2 separate regions of the Sus scrofa genome follow, and region 2 is linked to region 1. A link is a contact called in public HiChIP or PLAC-seq data. All regions are on one chromosome and are shown on one strand. Each heading gives the region's core, a stretch centred on a gene start, on an enhancer-like site or on the middle of the called end of the contact. The rest is flanking DNA. Distances are from core to core; before and after follow the strand shown.

Evidence for each region. HiChIP or PLAC-seq counts read pairs in DNA pulled down with a chosen protein or histone mark.
Region 2: a contact with region 1 is called in an H3K27ac HiChIP or PLAC-seq map of alveolar macrophages. The contact joins the promoter of SYDE1 here to the promoter of TPM4 in region 1. A contact is called at or near these places in 2 of 2 datasets of contacts at active chromatin or transcription factors (alveolar macrophages and skeletal muscle).

What each region holds. Positions count from the first base shown.
Region 1 is chr2:61,466,457-61,472,453 of Sscrofa11.1, reverse strand. It overlaps TPM4 (tropomyosin 4), which reads left to right and starts at 1,787. Exons shown (of 8, transcript NM_214335.1): 1 at 1,787-1,918. The coding sequence starts at 1,787.
Region 2 is chr2:62,452,430-62,458,646 of Sscrofa11.1, reverse strand. It overlaps SYDE1 (rho GTPase-activating protein SYDE1), which reads left to right and starts at 4,703. Exons shown (of 8, transcript XM_003123426.4): 1 at 4,703-4,917. The coding sequence starts at 4,830.

The DNA.
Region 1 (5,997 bases), core at 538-3,037:
GGTGACAGAGGCAGCTTCCTGAGCTGACCCTTGACTGGTGCAGTGGGGCAAGAGGGAGGAATAATGGAGATGGAGAGATGAAGGGGTCTGTGGTTTGTATCGCTTCTCATATTGTGGTTGCTAGGCGGTGGGCAAGGATCGCAGGATAAACAAAGAATACTGAAAATTTGGAGAATGTAAGGGACATTTTTATTAAAAGGAACACGGGCCAAATGCAGAAGAATTAAAAGCTTTAACCCGAGCCTTTCAAGAAAGTGATCTTTATTTTTTTATTTTTATCTTTTTAGGGCCAGAGCTGCAGCATATGGAAGTTCCCAGGCTAGGGGTGGAATCGGAACTGCTGGCCTATGCCATAGCCACAGCAACACCAGATCCAACCAGGTCTGCAACCTACACCACAGCTCACAGCAATGAGGTATCCTCAACCCGCTGGGTGGGGCAGGGCGGGCGGTGGCCAGGGATTGAACGTGTGTCTTCATGGATACTAGTCAGATTCCCCCACTGAACCACGACAGGAATTCCGAAAGGGATCTTTAGAGTAGCTTTTGGAGTTCTAGTTGTGGCTCAGTGGTAATGAACCCAACTAGTATCCATGAGGATGCAGGTTTGATCCCCGGCCTTGCTCATGAATTAAGGACATGGGTATCGCCATGAGCTGTGACATTGGCTGGCAGCTGCAGCTACACATCCTGGGAACTTCCATACGCAGCAGGTAGCTCTCTTCCAGAAATCCCCCAAAGTCCAGAAGAGGGCAGGGAATTGGGCCTTTAAACCCTTCAGGGTTTTTTTATGAGAACCACTCTTTCAAGCAGTAGGGAGCCATGGCAGGTTCTAGGCACAGGGAAAGTAAACATAAGCTTAGGATGCTTCTCTGGCTGCCAGTGTGGGACACAATTAGGTTGAGGGTAGGAGAATGGTTCATGTCCAGGGACTGAGGCTCCCCAGAAGAGGCTGCAAAATTGAACTCGTGTTTCTAGGAAACGTGTCGGGACTTGTTTCCAAAAAGCTGCGAGCAACTCCTCAAGGGTATCGGAGGACCCCAAGAAAGATAAGTGCAGCTGGTCCCAGGACAAGGCAAGGATGTGAAAGTCATATTAACAGGTAGCATTTATTGAGTGGTGCATAACATTGTTATCCTGTTTTACATATGAGGAAACTTAAGACCAGAGAGAGAGCCAGAGGATTCTTGTGAATGTGGGGGACACCCCTGCACCGGCGGGGACTTGACCCCCAGGCTGACGTGTCCCCCGATCTGTCCCCAGGTGGAGGAGGAGCTGACGCACCTCCAGAAGAAGCTGAAGGGGACAGAGGATGAGCTGGACAAATACTCCGAGAACCTGAAGGACGCGCAGGAAAAGCTGGAGCTGAGCGAGAAGAAAGCCTCCGACGTACGTGTCCAGTAATGGGGGCGCCCGCGACAGGGCCAGGCAGGAGCCCCGGGGCCGGGCGGGCGGGAAGCGCTGGAGGAAGAGGAGGAGGAGGAAGAGGAGAAGGCGGTGCCTCCCGGCGGTTTCTCCAAATAAGTCCTGAAAAGGGGCACTTTCCAGCAGCTGCGGCCAGCGGTGCCGACGTCAGGCCCTCCCCCAGCGGTGCTGACGTCGACGGCCGGGCAGGGTGACCTCATCGCCCCGACGGCGGCCCTGCCGGGGGCGGGGAGAGGCAGGGGCGGCCCCCCGGCGTAGGCAAAGGCTCGGGGGCCGGGGCGCGGCTGCTGCAGCTCTTGCAAGAGCAGAGCCGAGCCGAGCGCCCGCCGCTGCCCGCCGCCCGCTGCGTGCGCCTCCGCGCCATGGCTGGCCTCAACTCCCTGGAGGCGGTGAAACGCAAGATCCAGGCCCTGCAGCAGCAGGCGGACGAGGCAGAGGATCGCGCGCAGGGCCTGCAGCGGGAGCTGGACGGCGAGCGCGAGCGGCGGGAGAAAGTGAGAGCCTGCACCCCGGCCCCGCGCGCCCCGGTTCCCGCACCCTCGGCCCCAGCGAGTCCTTCTTTCTTCCCTTCTCCCGGTGCCGCCCGCTTCCCGCGCTCCCCGCCCAACTGCCTACCGCTGTCGGCCCCCCTTCCCCCATTATCCCACCTTCACACCCTTGGGCCACGGAGCTTCCGATCGTAGACCCGGAACCCGAGACCCTCTGCTGAGACCCCTTCCTCCATCGCCTTCCTTGTTCCCTGGCCTGGGAGGGGGCGCCGCATCCGGATCGGGCGGGGCCCGCCGAGAGGGAAAAGGGGGGTTGGGTTGGTGGAGGGGATTGCGTGATCCTGGACTGGGGAGAGAGGGGTTGGGGGCACCCTGCTGCCTTCTGACTCGGGGCTGGCGCCGGGGTCCGGGCGGTGGTGGCGGGGGGAGAGCTGCGACTCGACCTGGGGGCGGGAAGTGAGAGTGGAAACGTTGAGCTTCCATTGTCTGGAGTTGCACAGGCCGGTACCGAGAGTGGGGGTGGGGGCGTCGCACTTTCTCGCCTCTTCCGAGGTTTCCCGGTTCCTGCTGAACTTTCCCAGCTGTTCCCAGGGGCGCGGCGGCGACGTGTCTGCTCCAAGCGGGGGAGGGGGGGCGGAAGTTCAGTACCGAGCCGCCGGCCTTTCTCTCCCCAGCTGGCCCCTGCAGGAACGAGGGCTGTGAGACCCTGACTTTCTCTAGAAGCCCCTTGGAATGCTAACAAGGGGCCCTCGACCCACGATCGTTTTGGGTGCCTCCGCTCCAAGTCGCGGGCCCTGAGGCAGATAATGGGGCTGAATGAGAAGGGGGCCTCAGCTCCCTCTCCATGCCCTGACTGACTGCCCCTTGGGACGGGACAGGGGTGGCAACCCCTGGGGCTGGAGAGAGACCTGTATTCCAATCCCATCACATACCACTTCATACTTAATTCCTAGGAGCATGTCTCCATCTGTAAAGTAGGGGTGACAACAGTGCTGACCCCTAGGATAGCAGTAAAACCATCCTGCATAGCATCTGGCATATAGTCTGTGCTCTATTCCTGGTCTTTTTTCTTCCATCCCTCCATCCCCAGACAAGCTCAGTCTAGTGGGGATAAGTGGGGCTGATTAGCATTCCAGGGGCCTCTGTGTTCTGTAGTGGGAGCATGGCAAGCTAGCAGTGGGATAAGACTTCAAAGTGGAGGTGGGGCAGGGTCTTATAGAAAAAAATTAAGAGTTTGCTGGAACAAGAGAGTTTGTGCAAAGACTCATAAGCAAGAAAGTTGGGGAAAGGTGTGGGAGCCAAGGGTTCCTGAAGGCTGGAGCACTGAGACTTGGAATGGGGACCCCAGAAGTGGAAAAGATTCCCAGCCAGATGGAACTGCCATATGTATTGACAGTTGTGGAGAAGGGCCACAGACTGCCTTGCTGCTGGCCGGCGTCAAAAGCGTTTAATCTTGTAAGGACTGCTCTGGCGTGAAGAGGCCTCAGAAACCTGGTGTAAGCCTCCAACAGTAGCTGGTTTGGCCTCTTTCACACACGTACCCGGCATTACCCTCCCTCTGATCTCATCCCAAGTCATCTCGCTGGAGGACAATTACTTCTGCTTAAAAATGGCCCTGAGCCGTAAGCCAAGAATTAGAAGTGGGACAGTCCAGTTGGGAGGAAAGATGTTTTTGGAAAGTTTTGAACTTCTTAAAAAGTTCACTTTTCAAAGCGTGCTCCTCTCGGTCAGAAAAGGGAAAAAGCCTTAAGAAGTTTCCTGGACTAAAGGAATTAAGCCCAGGATTGGGGGGTGGGGATAAAAAAAAAAAAATCTTTTCAGTCTCTTGTAGAGAAAGCCAAGAGGCAGCGTGTGGCAGACTTCTGGGTCTGCCTCCCGACAGCTGGTTTCGTTTAGATTTTTGTGTGATTAACCGACATCTTCCTGTTTCTTTGCCACATGTATCTAGCAAGCCTCTTTTGCCTTATAAGGGAAATCCTTTGTAGAGTGTAGAAGCTTTGATTGCAGGAAGGGGTGGAGCCCAAAATGACTAGCAGTGACTAGCAGTTTTTCAAAAATACGTATATATGTATGTATGTACATATATGAATGCATCTCAAAGCTCGTTTGATTCCAGATAGTTGAAAATGTGCCAAAAGCGTGGTTGTCGGGATTCAGAATCCCTCACGTAAGAAGCTCTTTTTTTTTTTTTTTTAAAGACAACTCATGAACCAAGCACCTCAGCATGTTCTAAAAAATCAATTCCTTGACTACTAATGGGCATGAGGGTTTTTTGGAAGTGACAAAACTGTTTTAGAATTAGATAGTGGGGGTTGCACAATTTTGTGAATGTACTAAAAACCATTTGGGGATAAAAGTCAATTCTTGCCCCAGTTGCTAAAGGAATTAAGATTAATGTAATCTAAAAAGAATAAGAGTTCCCATTGTGGCTCAACGGATTAAGAACCCAGCTAGTATCCATGTGGATGTGGGTTCAATCCCTGGCCTCACTCAGTGGGTTAAGGATCCAGCATTGCTGTAAGCTGCAAAGTAGGTTGCAGATGCAGCTCGAATCTGGTGTTGCCATGGCTGTGGCTTAGGCTGACAGATGCAGCTCCAATTCTGCCCCTAGCCTGGGAACTTCCAGTTGCTGCAGCCCTAAAAAGAAAAAGAAAAAGAAAAAAAAAAACCTAAAAAGAATAAAAGACACTCACTCATTGGAAGGAGTGGGTGACATTTCTTTTTTTTTTTTTTTTGCTTTTTTAGGGCCATACCCAGAGCACATGGAAGTTCTCAGGCTAGGGGTTGAAACCGATCTATAGCTGCCAGCCTACACCACAGCCACAGCAAAGTGGGATCCAGGCCATATCTGCAGCCTACACGAAGGCTCATGGCAATGCTGGGTACTTAACCCACTGAGCAAGGCCAGGGATCAAACCCGAATCCTCATGAATCCTAGTCGGCTTCATTACCACTGAGCCATGACGGGAACTCTGACATTTCTTACACTAGTTCATCAGTGGTTTAAATGGTGTTTCAGATGAAGTTGTGATGAGAAACACCTACAGGAATTTCCTCTCTCTCTGCTACTAGGACTCTGGAACTGAGAAAAGTTCCCTGACTCTGTTTTTTAGCAACTCTGGCCTCATTCTACCACTCCACTAATTTTTACAGCCTTCCCAAATTTGGAGATTCTTTGTCTTGTTATGAAGAAGCCAGGGTGGCTTTATACTTTTCATATCAGTTGAGCTCCATTTTACCAATTCTCAATATTCCCAAGTGTGTGGCCTTGAAGCCCCCGCAGGATTCAGGGTATAGGTTCAGCAAGGGGAGAACCCTGGGCTGGAGCTCCGGAAGCTCCATGACACTGAACAAAGCTGCTTCCTCTCTCTGGATCTCTCAGTTTCCCCAACTATAAAATGGGTGAGATACAAGAGGATCAAATGAGGTGAAATCATGGCAGTAAGAGCAGTCCTTTGTGGGACTTCCCACGTGCCAGGTGCAGTGCCACACCCTTCTGTTACAGTCCCCGCAGAGGTGCAAAGGAACCAGGCCCTGGCATAGGGAGGCTCAGACAAGCGGTAAAGCATCCTGCCCTATGCCACATGGCTGCAAACTGGCAGTGGGGACTCTGACCCAGCAAGATCTCAGAATTCTTGCTTTTTTGATCTCAGAATTCTTGTTTTTGGAGTTCCCTTCATGACTGAGTGGTTAGCGAATCCAACTAGAAACCATGAGGTTGCAGATTCAATCCCTGGCCTCGCTCAGTGGGTTAAGGATCCAGCGTTGCCGTGAGCTGTGGTGTGGGTCGCAGACACGGCTCGGATCCCAAGTTGCTATGGCTCTGGCATTGGTCAGCAGCTACAGCTCCGATTGGACCCCTAGCCTAGGAACCTCCATATGCCGCTGGCGCGGCCCTAGAAAAAGACAAAAAAAAAAAAAAAAGGAATTCTTGCTTTCACGCCTGCCACCATATCACCTTCCTTGTAGATGAAAAGCCTGTATCATCATTCTGACATCTCTCCCACACCGGTACCTAAGTTTTCTTTCTTTTCTTATATCTCTTTGTTCCAACATCTCTCAGCCAGCCTGTGGTTATGGATGGA
Region 2 (6,217 bases), core at 3,454-5,953, 980 kb before region 1:
TGTCCCAAGATCACATGGTGGATTGGGGAGGAATTCATATCCAGCCTGGTGTGACCCCAAAACCTGATCCCTCCTTCCACCATGATGCTGGATGGCCTTGCAGGTAGTTCGCTCTCCCGAGGTCATGCTGCAGCTTGGAACAGCTTAATTCTGCCCCTTGTGGGGCTTTAATAGGAGGTGGGTAAAAAGTCCCACCAGATCCTCTGATTTGAATGGCTAGAAAAGCCACTTCCAGCAAGGCATGAGGAAGGTCTTGGTAAGGCTTGAGCCCAAGGTCCTGGAAAGAGAGCTCCTATTTCATACATTTGCCTTGGAAATGGGGAGTCATTTCTATCTCTGTGCATCTGTATGGTGGGAGGTCTCCCAGGACCACCCATGGGTTCCAGGATTCACTAGAAGGACTCACGGAACTCAGCAAAGTTGTCATACTCATGCTGTATCACAAGGGAACAATACAGATTAAAATCAGCAATTAAAAGGCACGTGGAGCAGGGTCCAGGAGAGACCAGGCGCAAGCTTCCAGTTGTCTCCTCCCTGTGGAGTTATTGGACAGTGCTTAATTCTCCCAACAATGATGTGACAACACACATGTGTTTACGTCCAACCTGGGAAGCTCCCTGGTGCCCAGGGTTTTCACTGGGAGTTGGCCACTGTATTAGTTTACTAAGGCTGCCATGACATCACAGACTGGGGGCTGAAACAACAGAAATTAATTTTCTCAGTTCTAGAGGCTGGAAGTCCAAGATCAAGTTGTCAGCAGGGTTGGTTCCTTCTGAGGTCTCTCTCCTTGGCTTGAAAATGGCCATCTTCTCCCTGTCTCTTCACATCATTTTCCCTCTGTGTGCACACATGTCTGTGTCCAAATTTCCTCCTCTTAGGATAATAGTCATACTGGATTAGACTAAAGACTTTATTTTTATTTAATCACATGTTTAAAGATCCTATCTCCAAACACAGTCACAGTCAAAATTACTGGGGAGTTGGGATTCCAACATATGAATTGGGAGGGGCACATAATTCATCCAATAACACACACCTAGACACGGCTGACCACCTATGTGGCTCATCTTAGTTACTCAGTCTCTGGCCCCTTCAGAGATTAAACTGATACATTGTAGACCAAGGCCCCTACCATAAATCACATTGTTAGCATAAATTATTTGGCATGGCCCCCAGGTATACAATAGATTTCTACAAGGTAGCATAATACAAGGGCTTAGAGGCTACCTCCCAGAGCCAGTCAAGGGCCAGACCATTCTTTGGAATGTGCAAGAGATCAGAGGCCTGAGAAGGGAGGAGGAAGGAGCTAAGGAATGACACGGGGTCTCTTCCTGGCCCGGCCCACCCCAGGCCTCTTGTCCCTAGCTGACCAGTCACCCCTATCCAGCCTGCCTCCTCTTCCTCTGGGACAACTTCTTTGAGGCCCTCGTGACCAGTACCCTCAGGCTCTGCACACTGGACGCTGAGACAGCTCTTGGCATGGCCACAGGTGACCAATTGCTAAATGTGTCCTAGGACCTGTGCAGGAGCGTGGCCAGCAGGAGAGCCCAGCAGGCCTTCAGCTAATAAAAGGAGGGCACTGTGTGGGCAACAGGGGGACCCACTGTACCTCAGCTGCAGCTCCAAAACTGCCTGGTGTGGCTTTTCAAAGGGCCACTGGGAGGCTCTGGCCAAGATATGCTGCCCTTTTAACTACCTCCTAGGTGACACCACATACTCCCTCAGGAAGATGCCTCTTGGTAACTCGACTACCCTTTGTCCCTTCAGCTCCTCAATACCACCCCAGTGGACATCTCTGAGCAGCCACCACTTCCCTGGTGCCTCTGGGGACTGACTCCCAGCCAGGGAGGTCTGTACAGGCTGCAGCACTTGCCTTCTCATCCTGGAAGATGCCAGATAAAGGTGAACCTCCAGTGTAGGAACAACTAGAATGACAGCAGGGGGTGGAGGATACTAGGAGCCTGCTCCCCATAAGCTGCTCCATCTTTCATTTCCCAGGAACTGAGGACCCCAGAGAGGGACAGGGGACTTAGTCCACAGACACATGCCCCATCCAACACCTCCTACCCCCATAGCCTTTATAAGAGAGGGAGTCTCTTTGGACCCATCCCTTTGGATAAATGAGGAAACTGAGGCCTGGAGAGAATGTCTTCATTTGATGTTTCCCAGAAGCTGATCCTAAGATAAGGATTCAAGAACAAGTAGTTTATTTGGAAATTGATCTAGGAAATGCTGAAAGGGCGGTGAAGAAGTGAGACAGAGAAGGGAAGGGAATCAGTAAAGAGTGAATTGATATGCAAGTTTTCGCCATAGGCAGGTAAAATTCAATCCCTTGGGGACCTCTGAGATTTTGTGTGGAACACATACCTCACTGATACCATCTGAGGGGTAAGGAAATTAGGGCACTTACTTATCTGCCAACTTCCATTGTCTGCCAAGAGGATGTAGAGCTCTACTCAAACACGACATGCACCATCTACCTGAATTTCAACAAAATCCTGTATCTCCTGGAGGCTGTGCTTATTCATAAGCATAGCACATTAGCCAATTATGTAAACATTTGGAGGAAAGAAGACATACACACACACTCCAAAATCCAAATGGTGATTAGTAAAATCCAGATGAATAATTTACAAACTTCACCAAGTGTGAAATTTAGCATTCATAATCATTTCATTATATACAGCCAGCAGATCATTTGTTCTCACTTATCAAGAATTTTTTTTTTTTTTTTTTTTTTTTTTTTTTTTTTTTTGCTTTTGCTTTTTAGGCTGCACTTGTGGCATATAGAAGTTCCCAGGCTAGAGGTCAAATTGGAACTACAGCTGCTGGCCTATGCTTATCTAGAGTTTCTGATTGCTGGGAAAAAATCATAGCCAATGGTGAATTAAATGAGCTGCATGTAACCAAATAAATGCAACAGGAAAAGTACAGAAACCCTGTCAAAAGGGTTTACCAAAAAATAAATATTGAGGAGTTCCCGTTGTGGCTCAGTGGTTAGTGAACCCAACTAGCACCCATGAGGATGTGGGTTTGATCCCTGGCCACATGAAGGCACTGCATGTACAAAGAGCCTGGGGCAGAAATAATTTGATATGAAGGAGAACCAGAGATGAGGTCATGGTGAGTGACAGGGACAACAAAGGAGACAAGGCCAGAAGTCTTGTTGGGACTGGATTTTATTTATAGGAATCTAGATTTTATTTTAGGTGGGGTGAGCAATTATAGGAAGACTGTTCGGCATGGATGTGCCATGATCTGAGTTCAGGTTTTTAAGTCCACTCTGAATATTGCATGGAGATTGGAATATACAAGTGAGGCAAGTTAAATTTTCCAAATGGCTACAATAATATCTGCCATCCCACATTCTCTCACACAAGAATGTTACAAGGTCACATTGACACATAGCCCACTGAGAGAGGTGCAGCCTATGACCCCTCTCCTTGAATCTGGTGCGAGAAGTAACACAGTTTGGCACTCAAAGCTGATTCAGCAAAGGTAATGTCTTGTTCATTTTGGATTTTTTTCTGCCTTGCCTGTGGCATGCAGAAGTTCCTGGGTCAGGGATGGAACACACATCACAGCAGTGACCAGTCATAGCAGTGACCAGAGCCACAGCAGTGACAAAGCCAGATCCTTAATCCACTGCACCACCAGGGACTTCCTGCCTTGTTCTTTTTTTTTTTTTTTTTTTTTTTTTTTTTTTTTTTTTTAGGACCACACGCACAGCAAATGGAGGTTCCCAGACCAGGGGTCTAATCAGAGCTATAGCTGCCGGCCTACGCCAGAGCCACAGCAAGGCCAGATCCAAGCCCCATCTGCGACCTACACCACAACTCATGGCAACTCCGGATCCTTAACCCACTAAGCAAGACCAGCAATCAAACCCACAACCTCATGGATTCTAGTCGGATTCACTTCCACTGCGCCACGACAGGAACTCCCTGCCTTGTTCATTTTTGAAGCTTCGGTAGATAAGCAAGAAGCCCAAATACTCTTGACTATTGAGCTGCTCGAAGCCCCCAATTCACATGGAGAAGCATGTGTAGGTGCCCTATTCCACAACCCCTATAGAGGTCCAGCCCACACCTGGCATCAATTGCAAGATCTGTAAGTGAACATTTTTCCAGGTGATTCTGGACCCTCACTTGTTGAGTAACCCCCTAAACCTCAAAATCTTTCCAACTGAATAGAAACAATGTTAGCTCACATTTCTGACCCACAGCATGTGTGAGCATCATGAAACTCTGTTTCACACCACTAAGTTTTGGGATGGTTTGTTAAACAGCAGCAGTAATTGGAATTGCCGGGGGCCGGTTGAGGGGAGGAGAACTGGGTGGAGGAGACAGGCACCGCAATGGCATCAGGAAACTAAGGAAATGGCCATGTCTTCAAAAACTGAGAGGTGCCTAGGGCTTGCACCAGGCTAGAACAGTGGATGGGGGGAAAGAAAAGGGATAAGTGCCCGATGAATTTTGTAATAAACCCAAGAGAACTTGCTGTAGGCGGTCATCAACAGAAGATGGATACGAGGAAAGATGAGGGCCTGGTCCTGCTCTACAATATTCAGTTGGAGCCCAGGAGGCAGCACAGAGCCCCCATTCACTCCCCTCTCGGCCCCAGGCGACTGACTACATATCCCAGCATCGCCCGCTCAGGCCGCGGGAAGGGGAAAGAAAAAAAAAAAAATTGGGGCCAAGCATTCCCGGAATGCGCTTCCTGCTGCCGCTGGACTGGGGGCGGGCGGGGAGGCCCAGGCGGGGCGGGGAGGGCGGGGGGCGGCGCGGCCCGAGCCCGGGGCGCGCACTCCGCCCGGCCCGGGCCCCAGCATGGCCGAGCCGCTGCTCAGGAAAACCTTCTCCCGCCTTCGGGGCCGGGAGAAACTTCCCCGGAAAAAGTCGGACGCGAAGGAGCGCGGTGAGAGGGGAAGGTGGAGAAGAAGGGGCGCCAGACCCCATCTGGCCTGGGAGGGGGTGTCCCGAGGCCCCAAGGAGGGACCACTGAGGGGACTGGGGAAGCCCAGCGGAGCCCCCTGCGGGCCGGGGTTGGGGGCCGGGGTAAGCAGGGGTCCTGGAAGTAACGGGCTGGGGGGAGAGGGGGCGCGGACCGTTATGTGCGCCTGGCCAGGGATGCCAGCGCTGCGTGCTCCTTGGGAGGCCCTGGAGGGGGCCTCACCCCTGACAGGAAATGGGGCCGAGGCGGAGCGCCTGGAGAGTGGAGGGGAGGAGGAGGTGGGAGGCTGAGAAACTGGGGTTTAGTCAAGTCAAGCAGGGAATACCCTGAGCCCTAGAGACCTGGTATAGGGTTGCCAGGCATACTCTTGCAGAGGAGGGAGAGAGGCGGTTCATCAAGCATGGTGGCCACCCCCTACCACCGTCCTCCCCCAACCGCCCCCGCCCCCCGCGACCTATTAACCAGTGACTGCAGCTGAACCCACCTAAGGCAGCCCCAGGAAACTGTCCCCTTTATACAGATGGGGAAACTGTGGCACAGAGAGGTTGAGTAATTTACCAGTGCCAGTGAAGTGATTTAACAGCTCTTTGGACTATGCTACTAAATGAAACCTCCAAGGCTGAGTCCTGGGGAATAGAAATCTGAAGTGACCAGAGGAGGGAGTCCACAGGCAAGACCTTAAAGAAATGGGAGCTGTGTCAGACAGGAAGTCCCAGGAAGGAAGGAGTTAAAGGAGGGGGTGCAGAGGACTGCATGGATCTGACCTCCCCCCCAGCCCTTCCCAAAGATTCCCAAGGTTCCCAGAGCAAAGGGACAGGGGTGCCCACGCACAGAAAAACACAGGAAACAGCTCGAGATGTCAGAAAGGGGAAGATGAGGGGGGAGGGAGGTCAAGGCATTGACCATGGAGGCCTGGCCTGGGCTGAGAGACAGGACCCGCTCCAAAATGCAGGCAGAGTTTGGAACACAAGCAAGGAGTTGGGGAGTGACATGCTGCAAGTAAGGGAAAACACAGCAGGCACTCTTGCTCTTATGCCTGCTCTTGTCTTCCAAGCAAGCTAGCCAGCGTCCACTGTGGACTATGGGTTTGACCAAGATGTGAGTGCCTGGGAAATGCTTCCCATGCTGAGCTCCCCAAAGCCTCCCTGAAGGGAGCAACAAATCCCTGCATTTCACAGGAGGAGACACTGAGGCTCAGAGATCGAAAGTGACTTACCCAAAGCCACCCAGCAAGAAGGGATGGGGCAGACCTCCATGCCAGAGT